Regions from separate parts of the Sus scrofa genome. Here region 2 is linked to region 1. A link is a contact called in public HiChIP or PLAC-seq data. All regions are on one chromosome and are shown on one strand. Each heading gives the region's core, a stretch centred on a gene start, on an enhancer-like site or on the middle of the called end of the contact. The rest is flanking DNA. Distances are from core to core; before and after follow the strand shown. Region 1 has its middle 220 kb from the start of IL7. Region 2 has its middle 31 kb from the start of IL7.

The links. HiChIP or PLAC-seq counts read pairs in DNA pulled down with a chosen protein or histone mark.
Region 2: a contact with region 1 is called in an H3K27ac HiChIP or PLAC-seq map of alveolar macrophages. The contact joins two enhancer-like sites. A contact is called at or near these places in 1 of 47 Hi-C or Micro-C datasets (embryonic fibroblasts) and 1 of 2 datasets of contacts at active chromatin or transcription factors (alveolar macrophages).

Annotation. Positions count from the first base shown.
Region 1 is chr4:57,457,396-57,462,984 of Sscrofa11.1, reverse strand. No RefSeq gene overlaps it. Among named protein-coding and RNA genes, the nearest start is that of IL7, 220 kb to the left of the region's middle. Within about 2 kb of position 2,439, at least 3 of the 83 cell types and tissues checked have an H3K27ac peak or open chromatin away from gene starts, as enhancers often do. A contact at or near this core is called in alveolar macrophages, where this site is marked.
Region 2 is chr4:57,651,700-57,657,511 of Sscrofa11.1, reverse strand. No RefSeq gene overlaps it. Among named protein-coding and RNA genes, the nearest start is that of IL7, 31 kb to the left of the region's middle. Within about 2 kb of position 3,316, at least 3 of the 83 cell types and tissues checked have an H3K27ac peak or open chromatin away from gene starts, as enhancers often do. A contact at or near this core is called in alveolar macrophages, where this site is marked.

The DNA of each region.
Region 1 (5,589 bases), core at 1,190-3,689:
CCCTTTCATGTGTGTGTATGGGGGGGCGTCCTTTGTCATGTCTGTGTTTGTATGCAGTTTTATGTCTTATTGTTTTTGCAAAGTGAGCAAAACATTGGTGAATAATGGTAATAATAGGTGCTCTTGTATCATTCTACATTTTAAAGGAGGTAGTGTTTCACCAGTAAGTGCAATATTGGCTTTTGATTTGAAATAGATGCTTTATTTTATATTGATATAAAATAATTATATGGATAATTTTGAGGAAGTTTAATAGAAAATATTGAATTTGAGAATCTAATTCACTTTACAGAGATTATTTTTATTTCTTAATTTTCTTATAGCAAAGGTGTATTATAGGAAAAGATTTCACAATATTTAATCAATTTCCCCTTTTGAGGTAAATTATGTATGCAAATGATATATTATTCTTTCAAAACTGCTATTAAACTATGTTCATTAATATTATATTTAGAAATTTGTTAAATATACTTGAACTTTTTGGGTTTTGGCACAGCTTTTTATTTGACTTAAAATGTTCTCAAAACATTTATATAGCATGTATATAATCTATATTTCGAAAGTTTAAAAAAATTTGTAATAAAACTCTTGGGATTTAGAATGTTGAGAATTTATCAAGGGTATATCTTACATACATTACTAATTCCAATACATTAAATGCTCTTTTCAAGAAAATTACACTTTTAAGCCTTAAAATACATTTGTATGTCTTAGAATTTTTAAAAAATTCTTGAAACTTGTTGAAGATAGAAAAAAATCAGAGAATGTAATAGTCAGTATAATTGTTTTGTTGTTGTTTGTTTGTACTTTAATTTCTTCCTTGATAATATTTTCCAGAGAGCTTTTAGTTTTGCTGCTTTCTCAAAGAACCATCTCTTCAATTTATTAATTTGATTAATTTTCCTTGCATTCCTGTGTTCCTTTATTTTTTTATGATTTTCATATGATGTTTGAGTTATTCCTTTTATAAACGCTAGATTTTATTGCTTCTCTCTGTTCAAGTACTGAACATACTTGGAGTAGTGTCCTTTGTCTTCATATCCTATGTGTTTTTTCAAAGGAGGAGAAAGGAAAGCAGAAGAGAAAATCTTCCATCTTTCCACCTGCTAATAAGCAAGATGTTGTCTCTTGTCTAGGATATATGTTTTGGGCTTTCCTCTTTTGGAAATGTCACAGGATATTTCAGTTCCATTTCATCTGTTTAGGTAGCTTGGAGAGCAATGACTGACACCCACTGGGCAGCATGCTTTCCCCCCCAGAGAGATATTTGTGGTTTTTTGGCATGCTCACCAGCTGTGGTCTAAAAGGGCCAATGGGCTGAATGACTGAGGTTGGTGTTCAGGAGCTCTTCAAATGGCTACTTGAAGCAAAAAGGCTGTGCTCTAGTGATGTTAAATATAGGACATATGGGTTTCTATACATTGTATGTGTTAATCTAGCCAAGGGAACTATGTATGAATACATGGCCCTCATCCTGCCTGGTGCCAAGAAAGAATGAGTTAGAGGGAAAAACCCATAGGGCTAAGTTAGAAATATATGCTCATCCCTCTGCTATGCTCTCCATGATTACTTTTGTGGAAAATAGCCAAGGAAATACAAAAGTCGTAACAAATATTTCCCAATCTGAACTCTTCTACCTTCCTCTTAAGTTCTGACCATTGGAGAGAAAAATGTTTATTAGTTTTGTAGAAATTAAATACTTCCTTTTGCAGAAGGCAAGTGACAGGAGGCATAAGATGTAAACTTTTTTTTTTTTTTTGTCTTATTTTGTGATGTCTTGGGCCACTCCCAAGGCGTATGGAGGTTCCCAGGCTAGGGGTTGAATTGGAGCTGTAGCCACCGGCCTACGCCCACAGCCTCAGCAACGCAGGATCTGAGTCACGTCTGCAATCTACACCACAGCTCATGGCAACGCCGAATCGTTAACCCACTGAGCAAGGCCAGGGATCGAAACTGCAACCTCATGGTTCCTAGTCGGATTTGTTAACCACTGCGCCACGACAGGAAATCCTTTTTTTTTTTTTTTTTTTTGTATATAGCATTCAACAGAACTAGGGGAGACCCTATGAATAACTCAACTCTCAATTCCTTAAAACTGGATTCTATGACCTCTTAGCAATTTACAAATTACTTTTCATGATGAGGAAATGAATAATAATTAAGTGATAAACCTGAGAGTCAGAACTAGGCTTTACTTTAACGCTATCACTCATCAGCTTAGAAAATTTATCTAAGCTTCCATTTTTCTGAGTAATAAAATGAAGAAGATAACTGTTATTGTGATGATAACATGAGATTTTATATAAACTTTGTTAAATCATGCATTCAACATTATTTGTATCTTTTAATTAATTAAAGTGTTTGGCCACACCCACTGCATGTGGAAATTCCAGATCCGGAACCCAAATAGTTGCAGAAATAATGCCATGTAGTTATGCTGTAAGCCACAGGGGAAGTCCAACATTTATTTGTTAATAAGTATCAAGAGTTTAGCTCACTGCTGGAGATACCCCAAATCATACTTGCATTAAATTCACAATCTAGCACAGTCTTTGCATAAATTAAGCCCATATTAGTCAAGACTCCTTCAGTTGCAAGTGATAGGCATTCACCTTTAACCAAGTGATGTAAAAATTGGGGAAATTATTAAATCACCATGAAGAGAGAAGCAAGAGTATCTAGTTTATGACCCCAGAAGCTCAAGTTGCCTTTCCAACAGAGGAGGGGCTGTACTCAAATTCAGCTTCTCACTAGGTGCAATTCTGTTTTCCCAAATCCAAATTTCCTACAAAGTTCCTAGATGCTAGCAGCTGGCCTTCCCAGACCCTAGAAAGCTTGCACGTGGGCTCTGAGCACCAGATACCTGAGGCTGTCGTATTTATTCTCTAGACAAAACAATTCCCATGCTTGCAGGTCAGCATTCCTCTCCCAGGGTAGAGATCTTCAGTGTTTAGCAAAACCACAGCCTTTATACACATTTCCAGGTGATAAGAGAACAAGGGATCATGTGCCTCCTCTTGTAAAATATGTGCAAGTTTTTCCTAGTGAAATATCCTCTCCTAAGTCACTTGAAGTTGTACTAGTATGCTTTGTCCAGTTATCACATCACTAGAACCCAGCCACAGAAAGGGCAGGGGTTCATTCAGTCTCTTGTGAGGTACAAGGACTTTATCTTTTCTCACTGCTATATTATTTTCTTATTATCACTTCACTCTGTCTCTTGGTTTCATCTTCTAAGGTTCTTGTGGCCTACCTGAGCCTGAAATCATGGCTGTAAGCAGCACAGATCTTATATTGCTAGAGCTTTATACCAAAGCATGAAGGGAGAATTCTTTCCGATGATTCTCCTTATAATGAAAAAATGTGAAAAGGTACTCAAGCTAAAGCTATGTTCTGCACCCATACCTGGATAAGCTACTCTGTTAAAGGAGCAATCACTGGAGACACTCAGGGTCATGTGCTATCAATTGTACCTTAATATTCATTCAACAAATACAAGTGCCTACCATGAGCCAGGGACTGCTCTAGGACTTGGAGATATAAATGCGAATAATTAATGTTTGTTGTCCTCAAGTAACCCACTGTCTAGCTAGGAAAGACATGGTGCAATTTCTTGAATATTAACACTTTACCAGGCATGAAGGTTAGCATGCATTATCACCAAACTTCAAAAAATTTGGTGGAGGAGTTCTTACCATGACTCAGTGGTAATGAACCTGACTAGGATCCATGAGGATGTGGGTTCAATCCCTGTTCTCGCTCAGTGGTTCAAGGATCTGGCATTGCCATGAGCTGCGGTGAAGGTTACAGACGTGGCTCAGATCTGGCATTGCTGTGGCTGTGGCGTAGGCTGGCAGCTACAGCTCTGATTTAACCCCTAGCCTGGGAACTTCCAAATGCCATAGGTGCAGCCCTAAAAAGACGACAACAACAACAGAAATTGGTGGAATAGTTTTATTGTCACATTTTGATAGACAATAAGGAATAAAGGAACAGTTTATTCCAATAAAGGAATAAACTGAATCTTCAAGTGAATCCATCATTAGAAGCTACTCATTAAATGCAGTACTATGTGCTAGGTATGGTTCTTAGTTGTAGGGCTCAGAGGTGAGCAGAGTGATTAAATAACTTACTTTTGTTGTTATGTTTAGCTCATGTTTCACATAAAGCCCCTTCTCACATTCTGGGTTTTGCATCATTCAGAATTGACTTTTTTTTTTTTTTTTTTTTTTTTTTTTTTGCTTTTTAGGGCCACACCCAAGGGATATGGAGGTTCTCAAGCTAGGGGTCGAATCAGAGCTTCAGCTGCCAGCCTACACCACAGCCACAGCAATGCAAGATCTGAGCCATGTCTGTGACCTATACCACAGCTCACAGGAACGCCAGATCCTTAACCCATTGAGTGAGGCCAGGGATTGAACCCATAACCTCATGGTTCCTAGTAGGATTCATTTCTGTTGTGTGATGACGGGAACTCCAGAAATGACATAATAAACCGTTCTATCCCACATTAAAATGCAGTCTCTGTGGAAATATTAAAGTAGCAGAGCCAGAGCCATGATTTGAACCCCCACTTGTTTGGTTCCACCACACTGTGGGTTTTTGATCACAATCTGCCTTATGGAAGGGGTCTGAGAAGAGTCATTCATAGGATGTCCATGACTGATAACTTGCTGATAACATCTTTTTGGAATGTACCTTTAAGTCAATGGAAAGAATCACGAAAAGAGTTATTTCAACTGAAGAACGGGCTAAGTTTTTTCTTTTTTTTCATGATTAATATCTGTTCAAAGCAGTCACTCTTATTACAATATATGATCTCTTTTGTTTTAACTAATTCAAGGTCAGTTTGAGGCTGAGCTAAGAATTCAGTTCCCTGGGATCCCACCTCCATATCACGGCCACCCCCACAGCTTTGTACACAGGGCCATTTGGTCTTGCTCCTAGGTGTTTAAATAGGTAACTGCTGCAAGAGATCTAAGTGAAACAGTAGGGAGGTTTCCGTCCTCCTTTATCCAGGAAAAAGAAGTAGCAAGATGAAAGACTTAATTAGAAGATTACAAAGAGATTTTTTTTTTTTTTTGCCATTTCTTGGGCCGCTCCTGCGGCATATGGAGGTTCCCAGGCTAGGGGTCAAATCGAAGCTGCAGTCACCAGCCAACATCGCCACAGCAATGCTGAATCCCAGCCGCGTCTGCAACCTACACCACAGCTCACGGCAACGCCAGATCCTTAACCCACTGAGCAAGGCCAGGGATTGAACCCGCAACCTCATGGTTCCTAGTCGGATTCGTTAACCACTGCACCATGACGGGAACTCCCTACAAAGAGATTTTTTTTAAAAGCAGGTTTTACCAGAGGATAGGACACTGGGATAAGAATAAAGAAGCCGTACAGCTATGGCCCCGGCAAAGAAACATCCATTAATCTCAGGTTCAACAAAAAGATACCTTTTTAGAGGATGTGATTAGAAGCAGTGGGAACATGTTGTATGTATTTGTCTAATTGTCTGGTAACAACTTCAAGGACCCAAGCTGTCTAAAGCACTTTTGGGAACAAAGGGGGTGTATAAACAAATGAATTAAATAT
Region 2 (5,812 bases), core at 2,067-4,566, 190 kb before region 1:
TATGCAATTTAGATCTCAAGAACCTATCTATCTTACGTAATTGAAATAAAATGAATTCTCTCGTAACCATTACTTAGGTCAAGAAATAGAACTTTAGCAGCCTTCCCAGAAGCCCCTTCATTTTGTTGTTTTTTTGAATTTTATTTTTTATTGGAGTATAAATGACATAACATTGTATTAGTTTTATTTTATTTTATTTTATTATTTTAGGGTCACACCTATAGCACATGGAGGTTCCCACGCTAGGGGTCATATTGGAGCTGTAGCCACCAGCCAATGGCACAGCCACAGTAACGCCAGACATGAGCCACCTCTGTGACTTACACCCATAGCTCACGGCAATGCCGGATCCTTAACCCACTGAGCGAGGCCAGGGATGGAACCTGCCTCTTCATGGATACTAGTCGAGTTTGTTACCACTGAGCCACAGTGGAAATTCCACCATCATATTAGTTTAGGTGTACAACCTAAAGATTTAATATATGCAGCCTTTGTAAAATGACTACCACAGTAAGTTTAGTTAAATTCCATCACCTCGCATAGTTACACTTTTTTATTCTTGTGACGAGCGCTTTTAAGATCTACTCTCCTAGTAACTTTCAGATATATGATACATTATTATTACCTATAGCCACCATCCTGTACATTGCATCCCCAGGACTTACTTGTCTTATTTTCCCATCTTAATCATGGCTCTTCTCCTTCCGAAAGTACCCATTACCCACTACCCTGACTTTGCTTTTTCTATGATTTTATCACCCAAGAGTGCATGCCCACTTTTTAAAACTTTACATGACTTTTTACTGTTTTTAATCTACACGTTCTTTTCCCTTGGCTTTCTTTCCATTATAATAAATATCCCAAAGATCCTGGGGAAATGGACCTATAAAATTTTTTTGCAGATCACCATATTTATTGTCTGCATTTCCTGTAAATTGGCAACTGGATCCAGATGCTTAATCTGTTGTGAGTCCCTTGGCAAGATCATAGCCATAGCGTGTTCATTAGAAATCTTTATTTCTGAATGTTTTGCTCTCTCTACGTGATAGGGGAAAATGCAGCAAACCTCACTAGGAGTGTGTTATGTGAGTTCCACTGCATGTGAATTGCTGGTGACAGGTTGGGGGTGGATTTTGTGTATGTTTTGTGTATGTAAAGGAGGACTTTGATTCTGCATTATTCACCTGCATGCACAAGGCAGGTGTCATAGGCTGAATATTTGCGTTCCCTCAAAATTCGTATGTTGAACTCCCAGTGTGGTGGTAGGTATTTGGAGGTGGTGTTGGGGACGTGATTAGATTTCAATAGAGTCACCAGGATGGAACCCTCATGATGAAATTAGTGGCCTTATGGGAAGAGGAGGAGAAAGCACTCAGATCAAGGAACAGTCCTGTGAGCACAGTGAGAAGGTGAGGTGGGGGAGAACCTTTGTGACACTCACCCTGCCAGCACCCTCATCTTTGATTGCCAGCTTACAGACCATGGGAAAATAAATGCCAGTTGTTTAAGCCACTCAAAATATTGTGTTTTGTCATAGCAGCCCAAGGAAACTAAGACAGAGGTGGGAAGTCAGGTTGGAGATAAGTTACACACCTAAGGACGTTCAGTTTGGTGGGGCCACGTGTTTTGCTTTGTTTTGCTTTTCCCTGTTTCTTGCATCACCACATTTGCAGTCTGTAAAAATTGCTCACCCTTGCTTCCAGAGTCTCTAGGTAATGAGATTACCTTCCTCTCTGCCATGTTAGAGAAATATGTTACTTTAAAGAAGGGTGTTATCATTAAACAAACAGTAATAAAATTCTAAAGCATGGGTATTCATTTTCTGCACTTGCTTAGCCTCGGGCGGCCAAAATCTGTTTCTTGTAAGGCCTCCTCTGCTAACAGTCCTGTTCTCCACTTACTCACTCTTAGTGAGAATTGGCAAAATTGGCTTTAGTTACTTCTCTGGAAACTGCACATTTTCAGGAAGGGAAGTTGTTCATCAACCTTTGATACTTTTCTTCACACTAATTAAGATTTATTGCATTTGGTAGTGGTTTCTGCCAAAGATTTGTGAACTGGCAGTATTTATGAGTTACAGAACTGATAAACATTTTGTTTCTCATTTTTATTTTTTGGTTCTATCCAAAAGGAGGCCTTTATAAAGGATTCTCATAAGGCATCTGGCTATTTTTTTTCTTTCAAATAAAAGTGAGTGAGTAAAACATCAGTAAGACACGAGTATATGAACTATCAGACAGTTAACCCCTTATGCAGTAGTTCTCGAAGTGTGTTCCTCAGAACCCAGATCTACATCATGTTAATAGGAATTACAGGAGGCAGGGTTTTTCATGGGCAAATAAATGTTAATAACGCAAATGAAAGAAAATTATGGAGTTGCCATTGTAGCTCAGCAAGTTAAGAACCCGACCGGTATTCATGAGGATGTAGGTTCGATCCCTGAGTTAGCTCAGTGGGTTAAGGATCTGGTTTGCCACAAGCTGTGGGGTTGCAGATGTGGCTCCAATCCTGCATTGCTGTGGTTGTGGTATAGGCTGGCAGCTGCAGCTCCATTTCGACCCCTAGCCTGGGAAATTCTATACACTGCAGGTGAAGCCCGAATAGAAAAGAAAGAAAGAAAAGAAAATTAAACATGATTCTTTACTGTAGGACTTTTAGCACCTTTACTATGCAAAAAGGGCCTTGCGAGTATCTAAGACAGACATAGTATGCAGTGTTTCCCAGAACTTATTTGAATTCAGTACCTTTTTTTTTTTTCCTATAAAGTATCATGGAGGAAAAATAAATCTGTCGAACAGACTCTGTGAAACACTGTTCTAGCAGCCTCATTTCCTAATTGTAGGCGAAGAAGAAGAAAAGTCTTTTGTATGAAGCCTTGCAAGCTTAATCCTAAAACATCCTTCATTTCCCCTCCCTCTCTCTTCCTTTCTTCCCTCTGTTCATACAGCAAAAGCTTCAATGCCCATGATGTGCAATTTGTAACTGCTTACTTGACTCATGCTCATATATATAAAACTTTTAATATGCGGGAAATAATGTGTTTCTCTCTTACTTCCCAGGAATATTGTGAAAACCGGATGAAGCAACGCATATAAAGTGTTGTAAAAATCCCATTGCCAGACAATGAACCAGCACTATGGACCAGCATTTTTCAAATATGCTCTTGTAATACACTGACGTGTTGAGCTTCATTGTGAAATAGGTTGCCGGTTCTTACTATTTCCTAGGATATGATGTTATATAGTTTTTTCAGGGCAGTTCAGACTGTGTTTCAGGTTATACTTATCAGAACATTGTTGTCATTCACTTGATTTTTGACATGATTTCTTAAGTGGGAGAGAAAGGGGAAGAGCTCTGGCCAATCTCTTGGGCATCGCCCTGGGGATGGATTGTCTGTGTCATTGGTCTGTGGCTTGTGGGGAGAGCATGTAAAGATTGGAGAGCTTAAGTGGAAGACCCCGGGCCTGGGAAGAGTGAACGTTCATCATTTTAGTAAATGAAGAACAGTTTCCAAAGTGTATGATACAGTGGCTTGAAATTTTGCTGAGTCATGGATTTAATCACATGAGGCTGGATAATAGAGAATGAATCATACTTTGTGACTGAATGTAATAGGTCTTGACAGAAACATGATTTAAGAGATAGCTGGAAGCTTATGCAAATATTCTTTTGAATAACACAGGATGAAGGCAACTGCTTGGCTACCATGATTTCGCTGTGAGTGGAATATACATGTTTTAAGGGCAATGTTTATGTGCATAAAAGGATGTTAACTATGGCTTCACTTTGCCACCTTAGATTTTTCTTTTGGTGCTAAAGAATTTCATAGAGGAGAAGAGGCTATAAGCTGGCTGGAACTAATGGTCCAAGCAGATGAAATCAAAACTTCCTGCCAAATAGATATTGAGCACACAGACCCAGGGAAGAGAAGCCAACCTCAGCATTTAAATGCAAAGAGCATAGTGACTTTTCTACATGGTCACAATGCTGCAGATTTTATGATTATACACAGACTGGTTCTGCCTTTCTGGTAACCAAGGGTATCTAAATCAAGAACAAGTGCACTGTGCCTGCATCTTGGTACTTGAGTATATAAAATTGTGACATGGCACAACTTCTTTTGGGGAGATTTCTTCAGGGCATGCTCCCTTGCGGATAGCACCAGAAACACAAAGCCATATAGACTTTTTTTGTTCTCTACACTGAATTCCCCCTTATTTATCCTGGCTGGCTCATATTCTTTTGGATGCAGTAAAAATATAAAATAGATGACCAGGTCTTGTTATTCAAAATGCCTATTGGAAATCATGTTGCCAGCAAAACACATTTTATCTATGTCCACCAAGGGCTGCTGACTTTGTAGTGAAACTAGATATTTGGGGTGCCAAATATGCCAATAGATGCTTTAGAATTCAATGCATGTTGTCTGTTGAAACAACCCTCACCATGGTACTCAGCATCTCAGGAAAACTTACAGATCTTATTTATATATGGTATGTCTGATATCACTACTCTATTAATGGAAATGCAATGCTAATTATTGTTAATACATAATGTGCATGGGATTTTAAAGTTTACAGAATGTTTTTCTTAGACTTGCTCTCAATGTTTTTGTGGTAGAGAGTTTAGTTATACGCTTGGATGCAGGTATCCTAAAAGGCATTAGGCTTGGCTGAGGTTTTGTTGGAAGCTGAAAAGTGAGCCAAAGCTGGGCTGGGGACACTCCTCTTGCTCTTGGGGCTGGCTCAGTGGAGAGAAGTCAGATGGTGTTGATTCTATCTCATTGCTAATCCTGGAGGTGTGCATACCAAACTCTACAGACCTATGGGTAGGGCAGGACTGGTATGATTCCTGTTGTGGATGGAAGCTTGGAGCCCAGGTGACAAGTGCCTTTCCTAGAGAGCCAAGCTTTGGTTCAGACACACAAAGGAAAGGACTGGCAAGAATGACACATGATCCCGGAACTCAGCCACATGACCAAGAGTCCAGAAAAGCCTTCCAGTCCTGGAAGGAAACCAAGAAAATTAGGTAGAACAGGCCAGACTAGGAATGGGAAATCAGCACTTTAGGAGACAGTTGGGTCCTAGGCTTAGAAAGATCAATGACCAAGGCTAAGCCCTGGCAGATGCTTCCTGGCACCACTGTTTAACCCATAATCTCTACATCCAGAAGTCACGGTGGGGCTCCTTTAAGAAATTGTCCTGAAGACTAGACTTGGTCAAATTGAAGAGCAGAGGCTCTATAGGTGTACATTACACTCTTCCCAGGAGATTCAGTAGTTTGTTGTTGTTGTTGTTGTTTGTTTGTTTGTTTTGTTTTATTGGGCATAGCAGGCCAAGAAGCAGAGTTCCAGTGCTTACTATTATACACACACACAGACACACATATATTTATTTCCTGTGTATACACAAATAGTTTTCTCTCTTGGAAGTATTTAAAAAATTGATCAACCTTCAATTTACAAACACATCATTGGGATGCCTTATTCTGCTGACTCTCAAGCCACACATGGGACTCATAGGAGGATTCGCCTGAGGGCTTAGAACCATGGCATGTGGGGAGGGGCCAGTCAAGAAAAGTGGTTGGGTCCCTCCTCTCTCTCTTTGCTTTTATTTCTTTTTGTTACCCCTACTCTTGCCCCTTTGGACAAGCTCTTAGCAAAGGAAAGAAATAATGACATTTCCTCAACCACAACATTGGACAAGAAGAGAAAGGGGGATGGGAAGAAAACCAAGAGGAAAGGAGGTGTCCTTTGGCTGTTTAGGTTGAGTTTGCAACTTGATGATCTTGGTACTTGCAGACATATTAGTGT